5 separate regions of the Mus musculus genome follow, and regions 1, 3, 4 and 5 are each linked to region 2. A link is a contact called in public capture Hi-C and promoter capture Hi-C data. All regions are on one chromosome and are shown on one strand. Each heading gives the region's core, a stretch centred on a gene start, on an enhancer-like site or on the middle of the called end of the contact. The rest is flanking DNA. Distances are from core to core; before and after follow the strand shown. Region 1 holds the start of Nemp1 (nuclear envelope integral membrane protein 1). Region 2 holds the start of Cdk2 (cyclin-dependent kinase 2). Region 3 holds the start of Atp23 (ATP23 metallopeptidase and ATP synthase assembly factor homolog). Region 4 holds the start of Ndufa4l2 (Ndufa4, mitochondrial complex associated like 2). Region 5 holds the start of Inhbe (inhibin beta-E).

Region 1 (4,568 bases), core at 1,280-3,779, 1.0 Mb before region 2:
GACCATCTATACAGCTACAGTGTACTCATATACATGAAATAAATAAATCTTAAAAAAAAAACCACAAAAAGAAAAACCCATCTTTGACTTCCTTGAGCACTGAAAAGGTAGCAGAGACTTTCCATATATCTGCATCATCTCTTCTGCTACCTTCCACTGATACATAGGACTCACTGACTCATACATTAAGAAAAAACACGCTTAAGGTTTCATTCTGTTCTAATTTTCAGTTATGTCCTGTCATGAGTGCCTATGTAGTACCCTTGGAGACCAGAAGAGGGTGACAGGATCCCTGGAGTTACAGCAGGCAGAATGTAGTACCCTGTGGAGACCAGAAGAGGGTGACAGGATCCCTGGAGTTACAGCAGGCAGAATGTAGTACCCTTGGAGACCAGAAGAGGGTGACAGGATCCCTGGAGTTACAGCAGGCAGTGAGAATGTAGTACCCTGTGGATGCCAGAAGAGGGTGTTAGAATCTCTGCAGTTACAGCAGGCAGTGAGCCACCAGAAGTGGGTGCTGGGAAGAAACTCCGTCCTGTGCTAGATGGAGCAGTGCCACACTGTTCACTGTGGGGTCAGCTCTGCAGCTTCTATTACAGTTTTTGTCTATATTTACTGAGCTCAAACCCAAGTTTTCTGGTGCACAAGGCTCCTTCCCACTACATGGCTTGACATTTGCAGGTCAGGCAGAGAATATGTACAGTACTCACAGAAACCGAAGCAGGACCGAAAGATGGGCAGGGCGGACTGGCAGGGAAGAGGTGACTCACGCTTGCAATCTCAGTTTTGTTTTTCGGGCTTTTTTTTTTCTTCCTGTTCCAAGATCCATATTATATGACATGTGGTTCATCGTGTTTACGTATGCTCCCTTGTCTGGGATAGTTTGTTAGTCTTCCCTTGTTTCACATTAATGTAAGTTTTTGTTTTGAGGTTGGTTTTAGATGTGTAGTGCAAGCTAATCTTATTTGTGATCCTCTGACCTGAGTGTTTTGAATGCTGGAGTTAACAGATATGGACCAACACGCCTCCTGTTAACCTTGACATTAAAAGTTTTTTTTTTTTTTTTTTTTTTTTTTTATCAATCGATCCATTAATTGTGTGGGGGGTATTGTGTGCCACAGAGTCAGTATGGAGGTCCTGTGGGAGCAGAAGTTGGTTTTCTCCTGTCATATGAGTTCTAGGTTTACACAACCGAGCCATCGCAATAAGCCATCTATATGTGTGTATAAATGTGCATATACATGTATACATGTGTCTACACACAAGTGTGTGTATATATATGTGTGTGTGTATGTATGTGTATATATATATGTATATGTATATATATGTGTGTGTGTGTGTGTATATATATGTATGTATATACACACACATACAGGTTCTCACGGTTCAAACTCTATAATCCTGGCTACTCTTCAATTCTCAGCAAGCCTTCATTCTCAACTTCCCAAGTGATGGGATTACAAGCACGCCTTTAATCCCAGCACTTGGGAGGCAGAGGCAGGCAGATTTATGGGTTCAAGGCCATGGTCTACAGAGTGAGTTCCAGGACAGTCAGGGATACACAGAGAAACCCTGTCTCAAAAAACCAAAAAAAAAAAAAAAAAAAAAAAAAAAAGGTGCTTCAATTTTCAATTTCTGTAAGTGCTACACACACAGTGCCTGGACTGCAAGTACTGGGAGGCACCTAAGCCACAGAAAGAACTTAGATTTGAGCTCAGAACCTACTTTGTGTTTTTTCTCTCTCTCTTAGCCTTGGCTTTTTTTTTTTTTTTTCCCAAATGGAGAGGATAAGCTGTCTTAATTATCACTTGTTTCGTTTCAAAACCAGAAATGCTCGGGACTTGTAGTTTATTCCTGTGGCGTTGGTGATTGAAACGAGGGCCTTGTGCACAGTTTAGCTACATCTTCAGTCAAAAAAGGAAACCGAAGCCAAATTAATACTTTTTTTTGGTGTTTTGTTTTCTGTTTGTTTTTTTCTTGCAGTGCTGGGGATCGAAGTCAGAGTTTCTATCTCAGCTCTATCTCTACATTTTCAAACGTTGTTTATGCCTGCAAAACCTTGACAACGCACAATAATCCTGTACTTATTGCTGAAATATTTCAGAACTTTGGAGACAGGCTGGCAATCATTTTACCTTAAAAAACGGTCACGGGAGAACCTTACTCGTGAAGAGTTGCCACTGGCTAGCATGTCATAAAAGGGCCGAGGAAGAAAGGAAAGAAAAACTAGAAGAGACGTTTCGATGGAAACACGCAGTCCAGGAGGCCTCCTCTCATTCTGATTTCCTATTGGGTAAGCTTTCCATCAATCTCATTTGTAAATAAACCGCGGACGGAAGCAGATTGCGGGGAAAGGGCGGGCTCTTCCTGTCGTCACTGCCAGGATTGGCGTTGCTAGGAGGTGTGGCTCCTAGGGGCGCGGGAGGGCGGAGCGCGCGAGGCCCCGCCTGCTCCACGGGTGGGGGTGGGGGCGGGTCTCGCAGCCGATTGGCTGCCGGCGCTGCCCGTTCGGAGACAGTTGCTGAGGAGGGGCACGCGAGGAGGAGGCGGTGTGAGGCATCCATGGCGGGAGGAATCAAAGTGTCGGTGTGGTCGGCGGTTGGTCCAGGGCCCCGGTGCTGGGGGGCCGGGGGCGGCGGCGGCGCCACATGGCTGCTCTTGGTCGTCGCCGGCTGCGTGGTCTGCGGCTCAGGTACCACCCGGGCAGCGGCTGCCCAGGGGTCGGGCGCGAGGGCGTTAAATGTGGAAAAGTGGTTTCTTATCCCGAGGGTGCGGCCCGTTACTCGGAGCAGCTCGGGACGCTGAGTGAGACGCTCCAGGGACGGTCCGCACTGACGGGTCCCGGGCCGCCCTCCGGACAGCTCGGGTCGGGCGGAGGCCTGAGCCTTCCCCAGGAAGGGAGGCCTGGGCTGGTTGACACCCTTTAGGGGGGAAACCACGGAGGGGCTCCGAGGTGCTGCTAGGTCTCTTGAATTTCTGAGTTAAAACGGATTTCTGGGTTTCGCCCTGAAATAGGTCAGGAGAAAGCAAACGCCCCACTCATTCAGTTTACTAAAAACACCCCAGGGATGGATCTGTCTCGGTACAGTGGAATAGAGTTCACCTGAATGTTTTTCAAGACAGGGTCTCTCAGGGTAGCCCCTGGCTGTTCTGGAACTCACACCTTAGACCGGGCCGGCCTGGAGTTGAGAGACCCACCTGCCTCTGCCTCCTGTGTGCTGGGATTAAAGGTGTGTGCCACCACTGGCCTCCTGTTAAGATCCTCCTCCCAAATAGCTCCGGAGAACACACCTGGAGTCATTATACTCCAGTTGCCCAGGAAAGATAAGAGGCCATCCGCTTAAGCGGGACGTAGTTCCTAAGTTTATTCATTCTTTCAAGCACATTCATTTTGTACTTTCTGCTGGACAGTCAACTCCGGACTAGGTAAGAAACTTATTTTGTGATCCCGACCAGAAAAAAAAAAAATTAAAAGTTGATAAGAAATCGTGTTTTCCCTCCCTTGTTAAATAGTGGCCGGGAAAATAAGTGATGTTTGCCAACATCCACTGGAGGGAGTAGCAACTCCAGAGAATAAAGACAGCCAAGGCGTGTAAGCACACATCCACTCTCATACTGCCCCCTTCCGTTCCTGCCTGCCTGTCACTTGCTCTCACTTGTGGCTTTAAGATCAACACCCATAAATATATTGTTCAAGAGGGACTGGAGACTTCTTTTGGGAAGAGAGTATATGTCCAGGAAAGATTCTTTTCCGGATCAGGGCCTAAAAGCCTAGAACAGGATTTGGAAGGACTGTCACCTGAATAAACTGTCAAAATGGGGCCTCGGGGTGTGAGGACATAAGGAGATACTAAGCACAGTCAGCAGTTCCTTTGAGATTTCCTTTACAGGACACTGGGGATTGAAACGGAAAGCAAAAAGCCAGGCATAGTGGCTCAGAACTTTACTCCCAGCACTTGGGAGGCCAAGGGAGACAGATCTCTCCAGTTCGAAGATAGCCTGGTTGGTCTACGTAGTGAGTTCCAGGACAACCGGAGCTACCTACACCTGGAAACAAATAAGCAAATAATAAAATAACTTAAAAAAAAAAAGTGCCGGGCGTGATCGTGCACGCCTTTAATCCCAGCACTTGGGAGGCAGAGGCAGACAAATCTCTGAGTTCAAGGCCAGCCTGGATTACAGAGTGAGTTCCAGGACAGCCAGGGCTACACAGAGAAACCCTGTCTGGAAAAACCAACCAACCAACAACAACAAAAGTAACCTAAAGCACACTTTTCTGCTTGCTTGCTTCCCTTCCTCCTTTCATTGAGACAGGGTCTCACTGTGTCGTGCAGGCTGCTTTGCAACTCATGTGTAACTCTGACCTGTAACTCAGGCTCCCCCTGCTTCATCCTCCAGGATTCTGGGTTTACAGAGCGTCACCAAAGGTTCCAAGGTTTCTTCTAGGAAGGGAGGCTCGGGGGCTTCCTAATGTGGAGAAAATTCACCTCCAGGAGCAAGTCGGAATGCCGACCTGGTTATGTGGATGTCAGCTGTCAGAGCAATCTGCGGCACTCTAAAAGCCAGGC
Region 2 (4,696 bases), core at 274-2,773:
CTGCCGGCTCATAGAAGCTCCTCAATTTTGATTCTTCTGTCCATCCTAGGGTTAATGACTAATGAGTAGGAGAAGGTGGAGTGTCTGAAGTCTGAGAAAAAGCCAAAATAAATTACCAGACTGAATTACCTGCCTCTAGTTTTCCCTAAAATTTGTGGGCTGTCACTGAACAGGGTTACCTTGATGAGGGGAAGAGGAATGCCCGTGAGAGCAGAGGCATCCATGAATTTCTTGAGGTCCTGGTGCAGAAATTCAAAAACCAGATAAAGCTTATTTTCTGTGTGGATGACATCCAGCAGCCTGCAAGAGAAGGTCCAGGAAATGGAGTTGAAGGAGAGAAATTCTGAGGCTAAGCAAGCAGAATTCGTCATAGTGATCATCTCTCAGAGCAGACTTACTTGACGATATTAGGGTGATTAAGTTCCTTAAGGAGAGAGATCTCTCGGATGGCAGTACTGGGTACACCTTCAGTCTCACTTGGAGAGGTTGGGAAAACAGAGACAAGAATACGGTTACAAACATCATTCTCTCAGGGATACACAACCCCCAGCCCCCTTAGGAAGGCAGACAGGAGAGGTGCTGTGAGGAGTTAATTTCTGGGTAGTTAGGGTGTGGCTTTTAGACATATTTAAGGCCATTATTTCCTCTTTTTCCAGTGAAAGGTAAGAAGAGCCTCCAGGTGAATGAAAAGCAGAAGAAAGGTAATAGGGGAGTGGGGTGAGAGTAGCTCCCGGCCTCCCCTGAGGGCCAGTGAATCTCAACTGCCATTCTTTTGAAAGAGAGTGAGGGTTCTAAGTATGGTGCTGGAGCAGTGAGGAGAGCTCTCCATTCAGAAAGGAACTTTTCTCTGGTTACCACATAACCCAACTCCACGAACAGCCCTGGACCCCTCCTATCCCGGGCTCCCACCCCACAACTTTCTCTTCCCAAGTCTCTCGGCTAGCAGATTTGGGAGCACACCGGCTGGAGCACTGCAAGAAACTTTCCCCTGGATTCCAGCCCCGGACAGTCTCCTCCGGTAGAGCCTCCACGGTCGGCCAACCCACCGCTCGCTTCACGCGTCCCTCCCTCCCTCCCCGCTACCTTCCGGTCCGGGGACGCTACCCGCCTGTTGGGGTAGGGGGTTGGGAGGGGGACAGCCAAGAGGTCCGGGCAAAGGAGTTCCGGCTCCGGAGGCCACTCACGTGTCGAGCCGGATCTTCTTAAGCGCCACAACTTCTCCCGTCAACTTGTTTTTGGCTTTGTACACCACTCCGTACGTGCCCTCTCCAATCTTCTCCACCTTTTGGAAGTTCTCCATGGAGCGCTAGTGAGGCGGCTCAGGCCCCCGGGAGCGGGGCCCGGGAACCCTGACGAAAGCGGGCCCGACACTCGGAGCGGAGGACCTGGGGGACCCCGGGTGAGCACGGCAGTCCCAGCTCGGGATGGAACGCAAGGAGAGCTCAGCCCTTGACAATTTGTCCAACTTGAAACAATGTTGCCGCCTCCCCCACTGCTCCAGACGGCCATCCGAGACCCCGCCCCTCCTTCCCGCGTTTCCCTGGCCCCGCCCCCCGCCCTTCCGATTGGTTCACGTCACGAGGGCGGACCGGACCATCGCGCTCCCGCCTCAGAGGCCCCGCCCTGGGCGGGCGAGCCGCGGGGCAGCTGCACAACTTTCCCGCAGTTCCTGGTTTAGGCTCCGCAGGCCGGAACTGGTGGTGTTTCTGGTCTACGGATTTCCTTACCTTTCCCTCACAATTTTCACCACCCCTTGGGTGAGATTAAAATTCCACCTGGACAAGAGAGTCTCTTTTAAAAAGCAAAACCTGGGAATCTTTAAAAGAAAAAGAATAATGTATTTTATTTTAAATGGTGTGTGGGTCTGTGTGTCTGCATTTAAGTTTTCACAGAAGCAGCAGGTGCCCTGGAGCTGAGGTTCTAGGCGGTCGTGAGCCTAACTTGGGTGCTGGAGCTGAACTCTGGTCTTCTGCAAGAGCGGCTTGCGCTCTTAACAGCGGTGCTGTTTCTCCAGCACTCTCGCCTGCTTTTTGGAAACATCTCATAATGCAGCCCTTGTTGGCTGGAATGCGTTCAAAAGTCCAGGTTGTCTTCGAACTCACAGAGATCCGTTTGTCTCGGTCTCCATGTGGGGCACAAAATCCGGTCTCTCTCTCTCTCTCTCTCCCACACACACTCCCTCCTTCTCGCCTCCCTCCGCTTTCTTTTTATTTTTCTGAGACAAGGTTTCTCTGTGTAATCTTGGCTGTCCTGGAACTCTAGTCCAGGCTGGAAAATCGGGACTCTTATTGTAAAGGATTCTTTGGCTAGATAATAGAGTCGTTTCTCAGCCTAGCTTAATACTGTCTCACTGTTTCGGGGTTCATTGGCTGCCTGTGTTGTTTTATTGCTGGCAATCTACCCTCCCAGCCCCTTCTGGATGCTTTTGGATAAAGGTGCTGTTTCTGTCTTAAGGATCTCTTGGTTTGACACAATTCTCTTCACTCTGTCTTGCTGAATTGTGACTGTTAAGTATGTGAATTGAGGCTGCCCATCAGTGAACTCTTTCCAGAATAAGTGTGTCAGTGAATGTGACCCAGCGAAACCAGAAACTGTCATTGAGCTGTGTGGGATGAAATCAGTTCTGGCCCTTTCCTTCTTCCCAGGTTTCCCCTCCTCTGGAGGGAGAGGAGGAAGGCCTATGCAAATGACCATCCCTTTCTATATAGGGGCTCGCTCCCACCCCCTGGTACCTTTGGCTGCTGGCAAGAGGACCACTATGGGTGTCCAGAGAAGGAGCTTCCTTCCCGTGCTTGTGCTGAGTGCTCTGCTGGCTGTGGGGGCCCTAGAAGGTGAGTGTGGGTGGGTGGTCAGGAGCAAGTGCTATTAGCAATTGAACACCAGCTCTGGGTTTCCCCCTTCTAATCAGACAAGTCAAAATACTTTAGGCTTGTCCTATTTGATTTTAGTGAAGATATGGTTTTGTTTGGTTTTTTTATTTGTTCAAGACAAGGTCCAGTGTAGCCCAGGCTAGCCTCAGATTCACTGTGTACCCACGGATGAACTCAAACTCCTCATCTACCTCCTAAGTACATACTTAAACCGTTGTGCCCAGCTTTAGATGTGAACCTTAGGATCAAGCATAGAGGTATCCCTATCTGATGCAGGGGGCAGAAGGCATGGCACTAATTCTGAGGCTGCTTGGAGCACTCAGCGAAATAGGGGCTCCAAGGAGGTGACATGGTGACATGTCCATGGTGACATGGAGATCCTTTGGGTAATATCTTAAATGCAGTGATAGGAGATGTAAAGTAGAGAGAAAAAGAGTAGGGTATTCAGGAAGGCCAAACTGACAGACCACCTCTGCATCAGGGGTGCGGATGGATGAATGTATCCCAGGCTTGTCTCAGAAGGGTCTCAGCTGAGCATCACATGAAAGGACTCTGGGGGATTGAGACCTCGTGACAGGAGCAAGAGGAGGGAGTTAAGGATGGCGAGAGGGTCTGGAATGTCCCGTGCTGCTGAGGAGGGAGAGTGGGCAGTCAAAAAGAATGGTGCGTCTTATGACTGTTCTTGCTTCAGTGGTCAAGCGCTCCCTGAGATGAACATAGAACAGCCCCCCCCCTCCCCCCTCCCAGCAGAACCCTGGGCTTCCTGTGGACGTTAGAATTGGGTTAAGGACACTTCTCTGTGCTGTAATATATTATATATATATTACATACATACACATTATATATATCTGGTTTCTTCACTTGTACTATAATTTCTCTTTTCTTTTCATTACTTTTCTGAGATGTTGTTTGCGATGTTCTGTTCATACCCACACATCTGAGTGAGGCCCTTAAGATACTCTGCTTGCATTTCACACACTGACTTTAGTTTTTGTTTGGGGGCTGTCCCCCCACCACTACCATGTGAGTCTGGGGAACAAACTCAGGTTGTCAGGCTGGGCAGAAAGCCTCTTTACCCCATAAGCCACCTCACTTGTCCAAGAGTTTCTTCTAAATACATATTTTAGACAAAAACAGCAACCAAGAAGGATAGAGCAAATGTGTCCAAATGTTGGTGGATTTTGGATTTGGGTGAAGGGATGTGGACATCCATTTTATTCCTTTCTTTTCAGACATCTGTTTTAGCTCTGGTCTCCCAACGTAACCCCAGCTGGCGTCCAACAACTTGCAGTGATTTTCTTTTTTCTTCTTCTTCTTCTTCTTCTTCTTCTTCTTTTTTTTTTTTTTTTTTTTTTCCAGTCAGGGTTTCTCTGTGTAGCCCTGGCTGTCCTGGAACTCACTCTGTAGACCAGGCTGGCCTCGAACTCAGAAATCCACCTGCCTGCTTCTGCCTTCCTAGTGCTGGGATTAAAGGCGTGCGCCACCACACCTGGCTCTTCTTCTTCGGAGTGCTGGGACTACAGATGTGACACACTGTACCCAATTAAATTATAATAATTATATCTGCTTTGTCCCCCACCTCCAACCTGTACAGGCTTCTTCTCAATCGACCCTCCTCTCTCTCCTCCTCCTCCTCCCCCTACAGCTGCCCCTCTTCCTCATTCCCCTCCTCCATTTTCTGAGACAGGGCACGCTGCTCTGGGATACACTCTGTAGTCCATGCTGTCAAGCTCATGGTGTTCTATGCTGGTGACTCCTGAGTACATCATGCCTTGATGCCACAGTGGCCTTTCCATCATGTTAAAAAAAAAAAAAAAAAAAGGCCG
Region 3 (4,361 bases), core at 1,180-3,679, 1.8 Mb before region 2:
GAAAAGTGTCTTCCCCTGTTCACAGCACTGGAAAGCACAGAGAGATGTGAGCAGCCCCCACCAGGACACCCAAGACCGCACGGCACAGCCCTCTCACCGACATTTAACACGGTCAAGGCTCAGCTGTCTCGTCTCCAGACTAAAGGGAGACTGTCTCTTCAGAGTCCATACCATCTCAGACTCCATCAGCATCCACTGGTCACCTGACTAGGACCACGCTGAAAATATGACAGAGTCCCACCCTTGGGCCAGAGTGGTAAGAAGTAGATATCAGGAGTTATTTCCTCTAATCGTCTCTGGGTTAACATCTGGAAGCCTCCTACTAATTAGTCCAAGCTATGGTTTCTTCACCACAATGCCCTAGGCTGGGGGGAACGGAGAGGCCAAATTTGGTAATTACTGACAAGATAGACTGTGAATATTGCCTTTACTCATATTCAAAATGAACAGCAGGGACAGAGACTGAGCTGGGACAGAAGAACAAGGCCAGCGGGAGAGCACATAGCCCGCCACTGTTGACAGAGAAATCTTGTGGTCCCAAGTGAGAAATCCCAAGTGTAACAGCTCTGCTATTAGTTGGGGGTTGAGGGGGGGGACTCCAGAATATACGGTGACTTTTTAAAAAAAAGATTTACTTACCAACCTGAGTGTTTCATAGCATCAAGTAGAAGTTTGACATATGGATCTACAAAGACATTAAGTATGCTCATTAGAAGATGTAGCAGCAATTAGTGCACCCAAGCAACAGGCACCACAAAACAACTCACAAACACTATCTTAAACCAGAGTCTAAAATGGGAATAAAACGTGTAAATTAGCGCCAATTAAATCAAGTCATGACGAAATAGAACATAAATACAAACACTAAAATGGCGCCCCCATGTATCTTTATACCGAAAGTTGGTTTTGCTAAAGTGACTAAACGCTTCGCATTAGGGCCCGTGTTAGGAGAACATGGGCATCCTGGGCCACGGTTAGAAAAACAAACCAGCATAGAACCTAGACTGGAGGAAGGCAGCGCCTACACTGCTCTCTGTGGTAGCACCATGCCTCGCTCTGAGTACCACAGCCCAATGGGACCTGCCCACCAAAGTTCTTCAATGAGGGTTAGCAAGCAGAAATGTGTGAGTCTATGGCCAGTAAGAGAGAAGAACGGTGGCTTAGGGATTGAGCCCAGTGGTAGGGCCTTGCCTGGTAAGCACAAGGTCTTAGGTTCAGTTCTCACCTCTGAGGAGGGAGAGGAAAGGAGGGAGGGAGGAAGGGAGCTAAAAAGATGGCTCAGTGGTTAGTAGCACTTGTTGCTCTCGCTGAGAACCCAGGGTGAGTTCCCCAGCACCTGCATAGTAGCTCACAGTCCTGGACACCAGGAATGCAGAGAGTGCGCAGACACACATGCAGGCGAGACAATCACACACAAAAATAAAGAAATCAAAAAAAAAAAAGCTTTAAAAAGAAGACAGTAAAATCTTTGATCAGTTGATGATTGAATTATGACCAATTCTGCTATAAAATAGTAACTATTTGGAGGGTCGAATACATTTAAATCTTACTTTCCTAAATAAATCTGAGGTAGACAGGCAATCTGCAGATGCAGAGGAGCAAGGCAGTGTCCCGGGACTGGAGATAAATTGCTCAGTGGGAGCCAGTGTGCCTGGGTGACCCGCGGCAATAATAAACCTCTTAGATGTCACAGGCTTCTTAGAGACTATGATGAAGCTAGGAACTCTCCCTAGAAAAATGCACTTAGGTGCATAAACACGAGGGTTTTCAAAAGTTCCTATTCTAGCATTCTCCACAGTTCCTACTGCAGTGACTGAAGGTTAAAGAATCGCCCACCCCACCCCCACCCCAGGGAAGGGGTGCATAGCCAGAAGTAGAGCTGCCTTATTAATGAATGGAGCTCTTTCCAGCTCTCACCTGCACCCTAGAGCCCGTGCCGCTGCAAAACTTACATAAGAAACTGGTGAGTGTGACCCAGGAGGGCAGACTCCCAGCCCAGGCCTTCAGAAGCGCGAGTGGGGCGGAGGCCCACGCCCCCTCCCGCCCACGCAGCCCTAGGGCTGCAGTGCAGTCCGGGATCAGTGGGGGCACGTCCGGGCCCTTCCTCACCCCCCGGGTCCTGTGCCACCCCGACCCCAGCCTCCAGGTCGCGGCTCTTACTGGTATCCAGCGTCTTCTGGAGCATGAGCGGACAACTCTGGTCCCGGGTGAAGAGGCTGGAGAGGAAGCCCTGCTGGGGCTTCCCGTGGGCCGGCGGCTCAGGCGAGCCCTGGCCAGAGTCGGGTCGCTGCAGCAGTGGCTCGCCAGCCGCAGGGCCGAGCTCGCCGCCGCCCGGAGCTCCTGCCATGAGGCCCGCAAGCCTCCTCCTGCCCGCTCGACCTAGGACAGCCGCTTCCGCCGCCGGCGCACGCTCCGCGGGCCAGCACGAAGGAGACGCGGCGTGCAGCTCGTGGGCGGGGCTTGGTAGGCGTGGTCGGTGGGCGGGGCTGATGGGCGGTGCCTCGCGACCGCCGATGCTGGCCACTATATTGCCTTCTGCACCTCAACCATCCTCCCACTCCCTCACCTGCTGTTTCTCTTATTCCCGCTACCCACTCACACCGAATTAAAGGCAGTGTTTTCAGAAACGCTTGGATATTTCAAAGACTGGTTGGTCTCATCAAAATGTGGCTCCTGGGGACCCATTCATCAACCCTCCTCTTGCTCAGAAATAAGATACACACATCTTGGGTCTGGAGAGATGGCTCAGTGGATAAGAGCACTGACTGCTCGTCCAAAGGTCATGAGTTCAATTCCCAGTAACCACATGGTGGCTCACAACCATCTGTAATGGGATCTGATGCCCTCTTGTGTGTCTGGAAACAGCTACAGTGTACTCATATAATAAAATAAATCTTTTAAAAAGAAGGGGGTGGTTGGAAAGATGGCTCAGCGGTTAAGAACACTGACTGCTCTTCCGAAGGTCCTGAGTTCAAATCCCAGCACCCACATCGTGACTCACAACCATCTGTAATTTGACACCCTCTTCTGGTGTTTATGAAGACAGCTACAATGTATTTATATATAAATCTTAAAAAAAAAAAAAAAAGGCTTTTTCCTCAGTTCCCATAATCAGAGTCCACCAGCACACTTACTCAAAATTAATGTTGCCAGATCTGCAGTTTAAGGCACTTTGTCCGTGTTAGTGCTCTCATGACAGACTTCCAGCTTTTACGTAGTGTGTGTGTGTGTGTGTGTGTGTTTCTTTCCTCACTAAATTATTCAGCTCAGCTCACACTGCTAAACACCTGCTCCCACGGGCCAGGCAGGATGGTAGAGTTGGAGAAAACGAGGACAAATGTCCAAGAAAAATAGGCATGCAATGCCTTGTGAACAGCACTTAGGGGTCACGGTGCTCCGTAAACAAGAGTTGAATGGGAAGCAGAAGGCATCACTCGCTTGGAATATTATACAAATATGAGCGCCTGCACTTACAGACTAATAAAGCCATAAGCCAAAGATTAGATTCTTTTTATCAAGGTCCACATATGTACATTATTACCAGTCCTCATGACAACCTTGCAAAATAGTATCAACCCTAATTTGCAGATAGAACTTGCCCAGCTACAGAAGAAGGCTGAAGGTGTTACTCAGTTGAGAGAGCGCTTGCCTGATTGATACACATGAAGTGCTGGGTTCTACGCCCAGCACCACACAAGCAGACAGTGGCAACATGTGCCTGTAACAACAGCCCTGGGGAGGTAAAGACAGGAGGATCAAAGATTCAGTGTGATCCTAAGCTACATAGCAAGGTCAAGGCCAGGCTGGGTGACACAAGACCACTTTCACATCAGACATGGAGATGCAGAGTTTAGAGTTTGCCCAGCTGATTTCCTGTCTTGGTTTGGGGATTACAGTTAAGTGATTAGATGGATCTCAGAAGAGACTTTGAACTTTGGACTTTTACATTGTTGAGACTGCTACAGACTCGGGGGGGGGGGGCTTTTGAAGTTGGACTAAATGTATTTTGCATTGTGCTTTGGCTATATATGGCCCCCATAGACTCGTGTGTTTGAATAGCCTGTGGGGGCCAGGGAGTGAAATGTGATGCTCTGTATGTGCTTGGCCCAGGGAGTGGCACTTTTAGAAGGTATGGCCCTGTTGGAGTGCGTGTGTCACTGTGGGTGTGGGCTTTAATACCCTAGTTCTAGCTGTCTGGAAGTCAGTCTTCCACTAGCAGCCTTCAGATGAAGATGTAGAACTCTCAGCTCCTCCTACACCATACCTGCCTGGATGCTGCCAAGTCCTGCCTTGATGATAATGGACTGAACCTCTGAATCTGTAAGCCAGCCCCAATTACATGTTGTCCTTATAAGACTTGT
Region 4 (4,187 bases), core at 358-2,857, 1.2 Mb before region 2:
CAGAGACCCCCAGATCAGGAGCATGCAAAGCGTCGAGAAATCGTGGAAAAGAAAGAACAGAAGCGCCAGTGTAATAGCTGAGTTTAAGAGCGGACTGGAGACCTAAGGGAGGAGAAACAGTGGAGTTTCCAGAACAGAAAGGCTCTGGGTCCAGCTCACCAGAACCAGGCAAGCGAGGGCCAAGAGCAAAGGGGCATAAAGCACGGGCCAGATGTCCCTCCCAGAGTCCTGGCTCCCCAGCTGTGCCACAGACCACCAGATGTGCAGCCCAGCTGGGCAGCTGCTGGAGCTTGAGCTCCAAGATTGGTATTTAGCACCACCACCACCACCACCCCGGTAGCAGTCCAGGCTTAGAGGCGCTGGTGACAGGACACACCCTCCCTGGCCCAGCCCTAGAGGTGGGGACGCTCAGGAAGGGCCCTGTTCTGCTCTAGGCTCTGACATCCCATCAGCCCCCCTCCTCTACACCCACCCCCTCCCCCACACACGTCTCAGTGAGTCTCTGTCTCTTTGTTCTCGCCATGTCTCTGACACTTTATCTCATTATCCGCCGGAGGGAGGCGGAGAGCTCGGACCCCGCAGCCTAATTACAGCAGAGCTTGTCAGCTCAAGGGGCGGGCGAGGTATCGGTGTGTAGGAAAGGGAGGGGCCCCTCAGAAAGGGTTGTCTCTCTCCCTGTACCCCAGGGAGGCAGTGGCGGTACACAGCTCATCCCAGCAGGGGTCCACCATAGTACAAGTTCTTTAGGAGAGAAATGGGGGAGCATAGCAGAATCCAGCGGCAGGGGCTAATCGAGAGGGGTGATAGAAATTAACATGGAAGCGAGGAGAAGAAGAGGCTCACTTCCTGTGTCCCCAAAACCAGTCCTCCAAAGACAGCGGGTGGATGGGGAAAACTTCCTGCCCGGGCAATATAGCATATACCTAATCCCCCACCCCCTTCCCACCGGTTTTCAACATCTCTTCTAGTTTTCTATGGCTGCTTCCTTAATTCGGAGCTCTTCTGCTAGTCCCAAAGCCAGAGATGAGTATGGTGGACTCCTCGGAGGGCTCTTCCTTCCTCATCTCAAGCCCCTAAATTGCTACAACTGTTGCCTTATGCCTTGAGCGGTGCAGATTCATACACCTGCAATCTCCACCTCTTGACTACTCCAGGCCAACCACAACCCAGCAAAACCGCCCAGACCAAGAGGGGCTGGCAGCACTAACTTTGCTCACGTGCCTCTTATACGCGAAAGGCCTGCTAGCTCCAGGAGTGTAGACAACGTACTGTGCATGCCCCCACTGTTCCCTGCTCCCTGCAGTGGACACTCCACATCCCCACTTTGTTAGAAGGCTGTCTGCTTGTCTGTCCCACATCTGGATCCCCTTTCAGTCTCTGGAAGCCAAAGAGGTTCCTCCCTCAGATACCCAAAGACCCAAGTATAATGGTGTCTCCTGGGCCAGGGTTTCCCTTTCAGTAAGAGAGAGTTGGGAAGGAGGAACCTCAAGGCTCCGCAACAACTTCCAGCCTGTTTTGGATCTGGAACTGCAGGGAGAAAGCAAGCTGGGTGGAGCTGGCGGGGCTAGGCTGACCCCTCCCTGATGGGGGGCGGGACCCCAGGGTGAGGAATAGAAGAGATCCACCTAGAAGACCAGACACTGGGACAAGATGGCAGGAACTAGTCTAGGGACCCGCTTCTACCGGCAGATAAAAAGACACCCTGGGGTGAGTTCAGTCCTCAGATCTAATTCCCCTCTTGTCACCCTGCCTCTCAAGCCCTCCCCACCCCCACTCCCCCCATCCTGCTTCCTGTCCGGTTTCCTTAGTGTTCCCAAGTTTTCCCAGGGACATTCTATGTCCTCTCTCTGCAATGTACTCAATGTCCCTGCAACCTGCCTTGGACAGGATCACTGTAAGGGTAAGGGACAGCATGCTGAGGATGTGGCTGTAGGTTTCAGGCCCCACTCCCAAAGGGAAGGTGGCATCAGACCTTGAGTAAAGATAAAGGGACAGGAAGAAAACTAGGACAGAGTGAGTGGGAACTGAGCAGAGTTCGGACCCTGAGAGTGCCTGGTTTTTCTGCAGCTCATCCCAATGATTGGCTTCATCTGCTTGGGCATGGGCAGTGCCGGACTCTACTTGCTGCGACTTGCCCTGCGCAGTCCTGATGTCTGGTAACAACAGGTCTTGGGAGGCAAGAGGGCAGGGGTCCTGGGTGGAATAAAATGGTCTAAGGTGGGACCTTAGACCTAGAAGGACCCTCGGTCTGTGTCCGTCCTCATTTCCACTGCCACCCAGCATTTCCCAGGGTTGGAGTGGCCCCTGACCTGAGAGACCCTCACCTCCCATCTGGACCACCTGGTGGCTCACTGTCAGTGGCTAGCCACGTGGGGCAGCTGGAATCCCAGCAGCTCACCACAGGGTTGCCATGGCGACACATCTCTACTGGCCATGTCTGGTGGCTTTTAGGTACCTCTATGCCTGACCGGAAGTGCTGGATGTCTGGCAGTGTGGGACTCCTGAGGGTCTTTGGTTGTACTGGGACTTTGTGTCCTGCCAGAAGCATCAGGGGGGTCAGTCCTTTGACAAGCAGAAGGCCAAAGCACCACCCACTCTGATCCTGGAGTCTGAGGTGCACCCACTGAAAGTACTGTCCTTCAGGATTTCTGCCTGACTCCCAGGACTCTGCCCTGAGCGGTTGGGTGAGGGAGGCTAACCCTGGGCAGTCTATAGGCTAGGTTGTCATTTGGTCATCAGCTGCCATACTTCTTGCCAGCACCTCCCAGGGATGGCGATGACAACGACACTCACTCCCCCTTCTCTGTCAGTCTCTAGGAAATGTTCTCCCCTCCTCAGGGTAGGGCGCCAGGGGTGGTGATACTGAGGCCATGTTTAATGCCAAAGTCCTGGTTCCCAGAAAAGAAACTTTAACCTTCCTGTCCTGTTCACAGCTGGGACAGAAAGAACAACCCAGAGCCCTGGAACCGCCTGAGTCCCAATGACCAGTACAAGGTAACTGTAGAACCAGTGTTTCCCCTCTCCCCTCCCGTCCTAGTCCCTAAGTCAGTACCACACACAAGACAGAGGAGGTAAGAGCCGCTCTTTCAACTCTCTTTTCCCTCTCCACAGTTCCTTGCCGTTTCAACCGACTACAAGAAGCTGAAGAAGGACCGGCCAGACTTCTAAGTCAGAGATCTCCACGTAAATCACTCTTTCTGCTCCCTGCCCCAGACCCTTGGGCGTCTGTCTAGCAGCATCAGTCCAGCTTCTGCTTAAAGGCCCGATTCCCACGCAAAGGGGAGGCCGCCCCGCCCCCACCCGCCTCCCTTGCTCCCAGGAGAGGAAAAAGCCTCTGACCCTCAGCTTGAGTCCCACGTGGGGGAGGGGACTCGACTGCAGACGACAGTTGGGGTTGACCCAAAAACCCAAGCCAGTCCCCCTCTCCCCCTGCCGCTCCCTGCTCCTCCTGACTGGGTGTGGCGCAGGCTACGTGTTGAGCGTGTCCGACGTGTGCCAGCAGCAAGCAGGGGCCCGAGTGCCAGGGACGTGGCAGGCCCCACGTTTGTTTTGACAGAGTTTTGAGCAGGGTTCAGGGCGGTGTCTGCCCAGGCTCGACTGGGCTCGTCCTGGGTTCCCAGCCTGACTCGGATGGGGTATCTCTGCCATGCAGTGGGCTTCTTCCCTGCCCAAGCCGGCAGCCTCCGGTCAAGGACAGCCCTCCCGCCTTGCACCTGGGCAGTCTTGTGCCTTTCCCCCACCCCTCCCTTCCCTTGCTTCTCTGTCCCTGGGGATCAAACAGAAGCAGCCGTGGGCAAAATACAATTTCATTTAACAAATTGAATTTGCTGCGCCTGCTAATCACGTCTGGTGTCGGCTCTGATCAGAGAGGAGGCTACAGCCCCGGGGGTCCTGGTGGTGGTGGGAGGGAAGGAGAGATACACGTTGAGGGAGTAGAATCGCTGGCTGGCCCAGGGGACCCCTCCCACAGTAATAGGAACCCTGGGCAGGTTAGCATTTTATTAGATAAAAACAGGAAGGAGGGCGCTTACCCACCCCCTCTTCCCCAAGAAAGAGCGGGAGGGGAGTCTGTAACACTTGAGATGTAGTGGGAGGGTCGGGGTGGAAAGCTGAGGGCGAAGTCGGGTGTCATGGTGCAAACCTATAACCCCAGCACTTGGGAAATGAAGGTGGAAGGGTCAGTTCAA
Region 5 (4,807 bases), core at 857-3,356, 1.4 Mb before region 2:
GCACCCCTTTTTACTGATTCTCGATTCCAGGGACCCCGACACCCCTCCTTCCTCGGCGCCTGCTCCTCTTCCTCTTGACCTTGTCAAAGCAGGCAATGCACCCTGTTCTTAGCCTGTATGTTTGTCTTTTCCTAATCTGCCCACCCTTCTACTTCCGCCTTCATTACTTGAGGAACTTCTTTCTCGGGAGAGACTAAATAGTTTCTCCCTGTGTTCTTCCTTCCCTCCCACGGCATCCCTGCTGTCCTGGAACAGGGCTTGATGTAGAAAATGGTGCTGGCCAGGCAGTCCCTTGAAAGGCAACGCTTTACCCATCTGTCCACATTTGAAACAGCCTGAAATAGGCCAGAATCTGGGACAAGAAAACGCCCATTTAAGTTCCATAGGGGTCAAACCCAGGCATACTGCTACACAGCTTATTGGGTGTCAGTATGGATCCGGAACTCGAGCTTCCAGACACGTGGGAACCCCCAACTTGAACCTTGAACTTCACCCAGAACCTTCAGGCCCTGTTGCTAGCTGCAGCCACAGGCCTCTACTACCATGTCTGGCACATCGGTCTTGACCACATTGCCATTATGGTCAAGGTAGAGGAGAGAGAGAGGCCTTCGTGCAGTGGGGACACAGCAGGAAGAACCCGCAGGCCAAGGGTTGTTGGCTTTGAGGAGGCTAAAGACGGCAGAATGGAAGGAGGCAGCAATGCCAGGACTGCCAGCCAGGTGGGGCGGGCACTGCCCACTGCAGTAATTCAGCTGGTATCCCTCCGGCTGCAGGATCCAATCCCGCCACCCCAGCTCCTGGAAGTCTACATAGTGGTCTCGCCTACAACATAAGGGGGTCTCAGGCTCACAGGTGGGAGTCCTCCTCCTGGCCCGACCTGCTCCAGGTTCATTAGCTCGGATCTTAAGTTCCAAGAAGGGACGTTGCTGTCCCGCTGTGTCCAAGAGCAGCCGTGGCAGTCCCGCAGCGGTGCTGTTAAGGTCCAGGGGTCTAAATTCCAGTTGGAGTTTCACGACGCCAGAGTCCTCACTCCGCAAGCCGCTAGAGGGCAGAGTCAGGGCGTGCCAGCCAGAGGAAGTGGTTTGGTGCTCAGCTAGGAAGGTGCGGAATCCTCGGCACCTAGTGGTGCCGCAACGGAAGATCCTCAGGTACAGAGTGCCCGGAAAAGAGGGAGGCACATGCAGCCAGAGGCGGGCATGGTACAGGTGGTGGGACCAAAGAGGGGACAGCTGGAAGGTGAGCATGGAGCGGTAGGTTGAAGTGGATTTGTCTGCTCAGACAAAAACAAAAACAAACAAACAAAAAAGCAAATTAAAACATGAACAAAGCTTCTCTCTGACACTCGGCCACCCTACCCAACCATCCCTCATCTCTCATACAGACCTCTGCAAAGGGCCTGGACGGCCTGTGTCCCCAGCTCTTTCTCTTGCCACACCCCACGCCTCCTGCCTCCCCTGCAGGCCTCTCCTTGTGTCTCCTGTCCCCGGTCTCTCTCCCCTCACCCACCTATGATGGTAGCAAAGCTGATGACTTTCTCTCGGTTGCCAGGGACCATGCTCTTGGGCTGCAGTCTCCGGAGGGCTCTGGTCAGTGCTGCCTGGGGCAGAGGCCGAGTTATTCTGGGACGGCTGGTTAGGTGCAGTCCCTCCAGGATTTGCTGCTTGGCTAGCTCCAGGACCAGAGCGCGTTCTCCTTGGGGTGCCAGTGTTGGGCCCCCACAGGACGGGCACGCAGATCTTGTACTCTGCACCCACACCAATGCCCACAGCAGTATTAGCCAGAGCTGGGCTTTTGGAAGCTTCATGCTCCAGGTAGATGGCTCTGCTTTGAGAACCTCGAATGGGTGGCAGTTTTATGAGTCTGATTTCCCAAAGAGGATACAGAAGCAGCAGCAGCAGCAGCAGCAGCAGCAGCAGCAGCAGCAGCAGCAGCAGCAACAGCAAACCAGTGTCACAGCTACCCTTGACAAAGAGCAGACCAAGCTACTTGTCCTCAATAGCCTAGGACTCAGGAAGACTGAGAGTAGATCGCCTGGTGGGGTAGCTATGTGTGACCCTCACAGTTCATGACTAACTACTGGCAGGGCCTCTTTAGAGCCAGTTGCTTGGGATCCCTCACCTAGCGGTCAACCAGCAGACCTACCCTCTGAACCTTAGGATTGGCCAGCTGCGCTGCCCATCAGGCCCCTGCAGGGGGTGGAGGGCTCCCCCGGGACTCGAGTTTCACCATCTGGGTGTGGTGGCTTGAGGTAGGGGTATGGAGGTGCAACGTGGACATGCATGATGCAAGAAAGAGGATGATTTCACACGGTCAGTTCCCAAGGTCTGGGATTCAGGTGAGGGAGTCCATAGGAGCCAGGTGGGGATGGGCGGTGGCTCCTCAGTATGCCCTGACTGACTTCCGAGCTTGAAAACGGAAACCGTTTTATGAGGCTGTTTCAGTGGGTTAGTTCTCGGGGTTTCCATGTCAGAACAATAATTCTAGCGTTCAAGCCGAGTTAGGTTTTAGAAAGGGTGGTTTAAAAAAAAAATGGAGTCCTCTTGATCAGGCCTAGGTGGCAGTGCCACGGGACATAGAAATTACCTTTTGACCCTGCCTGTGCTGGCTGCCCAGAGTCCACCTGGGGGAGGGCCAGAGCAGGGATGAGGACATCTTCTGTGATGTCTGGGGAAACCCGGCCAGGTGGGCTCGTGGTGATGCAATCTTACAGCAGAGCAGAGTCCGGCAGAGCTGGCAGAAGGGCGAGCGCCTTTGAAGCACCTGTGCCTGGTAACTACTGCCTTTAGGGTACTGTAGGAGTTGGCCAAATCTGAGGCAGCCCAGGAGTGGTGCCAGGCTTCTGGTAATGTAGTTGGAAAATGGAAATTTAAGGGACCTAGGGGACAAAGCCGGAAAAGCCGCCTCAGGTCTTGGTCATCCAGGCTTTGTTTTATTTTTGCTTGTTTGTTTGAAAGATTTATTTATTTTATATATGTGAGTACACTGTCACTGTCTTCAATCAGATACACCAGAAGAGGGCATTGGATGCCATTACAGATGGTTGTGAGCCACAACGTGGTTGCTGGGAATTGAACTCAAGTCCCCTGAAAGAGCAGCCAGTGCTCTTAGCCACTGAGCCATCTCTCCAGCCCCCGACTTTGTTTTTTAATGTGTGCGCATGTGTGTGTGTGTGTACGCGCGTGCTCGTGTGTGTGCATGTGTGTGCTTGTGTGCACGTGTGTGTGCTCGTGTGTGTGCATGTGTAAGCTGGAGCACAGCCCTGTGTGCCATCCCTAGGGACGTCATCCACCTACCTCCTTTGAGACAGGACATCCTTGCTGGTCTGGAACTCACTAATTAGACTACACTGGCTGGCCAGTGAGTCCCAGTGTCTGCAACGCTGGGATTGCATTTCTACCTGGGCTCTGGAGACTCTAATGCAGGTCCATGCGCTTGTAAAGCAATAGCTTTATCTACTGAGTTATCTCCCAACATCTGACCTCCCCCAACCCCATTATAGGCTCTCTTTGTGTAGCCCTGGCTGTCCTGGAACTTGCTCTGTAGACCAGGCTGGCCTTGGACTCACAGAGCTCCACCTGCCTCTGCCTCCTGAATGTTGGCATTAAAGATGTATGCCATCAGCACCCAGCTTATTTGGGGTGTGGGGGTGTGGGTTGTTATTTTTTAATTTTTTAATTTGCTTTGGTTTTTGTCTTTTGAGATGAGGTGTTTCTACGATGTCCAGGCTGGCTAGAACTTCTAGTATAAGTGATTCTCATGCCTCAGTTTCCTTTGTCGTGAAGACTATGGTGAATTACTTTATTTTGTTGTGGTCTGAGACAGACTCTCCTGTATGTAGCCCAGGCTGACTTTGAATTCCCTGTGTAGTCAAGGGTGACCTTCAATTCCCTGTGTTGTTAAGGGTAACCTTCAACGTCTATTCTTGAGTGCTGGGATTAAAGGCATGTACCACCCTCAGCATACCTGGCTTTTATTCGGTGCTCAGGATTGAACCCAGGGCTTTGTGCATGCTAGGCTATTACCCTACCGCTGGGCTACGTAGCCAGCCCTGAGATGCATGATCTTAAATGAGAGTGACCCTCTACCTCTGATACAAGAGGATACTATCAGGCTAGCCTTTCTCCAGGTGCCAGGTTTGTTAAGAACATGGGTGGCATTAGGGAGAGAGCTGTGGACAAAGAGGGTGTGACTTAAGGGCCCCGACCATTCTGCCTTTCCCTTCTTTAGCTGGCGGTGCTGCCTAGAGAGTTCTAGATCTGGACCAGGGGAAGAGGGTGTTTTGAAGGCTGAGCCTCAGTACCTTCTGTGTCCACCATGGGGCAGTGCCTTGTCACTGGACAGTGGTTGACCAGAGAATCCTGGGGACAGGGACAGAGCTGCTGGAGAGTGGAAAGATGGTGGATATGCCTCATGGACTCCCTTAGGATCTTGCCTCCCTCACAGGCAGTAGACAAGGGCTAGCTCCTCTGCTCTTTTACCTCGCTACTGCCAGAGTGCATCCCTACCACCATTGACACGAGGCCATGGAGCCTGATGTCGGAGGCCAGACTTCCTAGAAACTCAGGGCACCATGGAGCGGAGAAGAGGGAGAAAGGATTAGGAGACATTTGTATCCACTGGCTTTTCTCCTCAGGCCCTGAAACATATTCAAGAGTTTTGGCTACTGCTCCCTAGAGCTCTCAGGTCTCTCTCTGTTGGTTGCTGCAGGAGAGTGACAGCTTGTTGGCCCCTTGGAGAATGACCGATGAGACTGCAAGTGCCCCTTCCTGGGGGTGTCTAGGAGGGCTTGTGCCAGGAAACAGGCTCA

The links. Promoter capture Hi-C pulls out the DNA fragments that hold promoters and counts their contacts. Capture Hi-C pulls out chosen DNA fragments and counts their contacts.
Region 1: a promoter capture Hi-C map of pre-B cells shows a contact between it and region 2. The contact joins the promoter of Nemp1 here to the promoter of Cdk2 in region 2. A contact is called at or near these places in 2 of 39 promoter capture datasets (embryonic stem cells and pre-B cells), 1 of 484 Hi-C or Micro-C datasets (muscle stem cells) and 1 of 9 other capture datasets (pancreatic islet).
Region 3: a contact with region 2 is called in a promoter capture Hi-C map of liver, with 4 times the contacts expected there. The contact joins the promoter of Atp23 here to the promoter of Cdk2 in region 2. A contact is called at or near these places in 3 of 39 promoter capture datasets (embryonic stem cells, hippocampal neurons and liver), 1 of 484 Hi-C or Micro-C datasets (LSK cells) and 2 of 9 other capture datasets (adipose tissue and liver).
Region 4: a promoter capture Hi-C map of erythroid cells shows a contact between it and region 2, with 11 times the contacts expected there. The contact joins the promoter of Ndufa4l2 here to the promoter of Cdk2 in region 2. A contact is called at or near these places in 2 of 39 promoter capture datasets (erythroid cells and pre-B cells), 1 of 484 Hi-C or Micro-C datasets (embryonic stem cells) and 1 of 115 datasets of contacts at active chromatin or transcription factors (pancreatic cancer cells).
Region 5: a contact with region 2 is called in a capture Hi-C map of macrophages, with 3 times the contacts expected there. The contact joins the promoter of Inhbe here to the promoter of Cdk2 in region 2. A contact is called at or near these places in 4 of 39 promoter capture datasets (cranial neural crest, frontonasal cranial neural crest, liver and 1 more) and 2 of 9 other capture datasets (liver and macrophages).

What each region holds. Positions count from the first base shown.
Region 1 is chr10:127,674,536-127,679,103 of GRCm38.p6, forward strand. Nemp1 (nuclear envelope integral membrane protein 1) reads left to right here and starts at 2,530. Exons shown (of 9, transcript NM_001113211.1): 1 at 2,530-2,692. The coding sequence starts at 2,563. Gm16230 (a long non-coding RNA gene) reads right to left here and starts at 2,224. Exons shown (of 4, transcript XR_872178.1): 1 at 2,136-2,224; 2 at 262-447.
Region 2 is chr10:128,703,528-128,708,223 of GRCm38.p6, forward strand. It overlaps Cdk2 (cyclin-dependent kinase 2), which reads right to left and starts at 1,524. Exons shown (of 8, transcript NM_183417.3): 1 at 1,185-1,524; 2 at 399-476; 3 at 180-300. The coding sequence starts at 1,300. It overlaps Pmel (premelanosome protein), which reads left to right and starts at 2,731. Exons shown (of 11, transcript NM_021882.4): 1 at 2,731-2,831. The coding sequence starts at 2,759.
Region 3 is chr10:126,898,942-126,903,302 of GRCm38.p6, forward strand. It overlaps Atp23 (ATP23 metallopeptidase and ATP synthase assembly factor homolog), which reads right to left and starts at 2,430. Exons shown (of 6, transcript NM_001159559.1): 1 at 2,161-2,430; 2 at 640-685; 3 at 1-27. The coding sequence starts at 2,347.
Region 4 is chr10:127,513,332-127,517,518 of GRCm38.p6, forward strand. It overlaps Ndufa4l2 (Ndufa4, mitochondrial complex associated like 2), which reads left to right and starts at 1,608. Exons shown (of 4, transcript NM_001098789.1): 1 at 1,608-1,707; 2 at 2,068-2,156; 3 at 2,934-2,994; 4 at 3,112-3,823. The coding sequence starts at 1,651. The coding sequence ends at 3,168. Shmt2 (serine hydroxymethyltransferase 2 (mitochondrial)) reads right to left here. Exons shown (of 12, transcript NM_028230.4): 12 at 3,792-4,187.
Region 5 is chr10:127,349,742-127,354,548 of GRCm38.p6, forward strand. Inhbe (inhibin beta-E) reads right to left here and starts at 2,107. Exons shown (of 2, transcript NM_008382.3): 1 at 1,507-2,107; 2 at 1-1,270. The coding sequence starts at 1,804. The coding sequence ends at 516.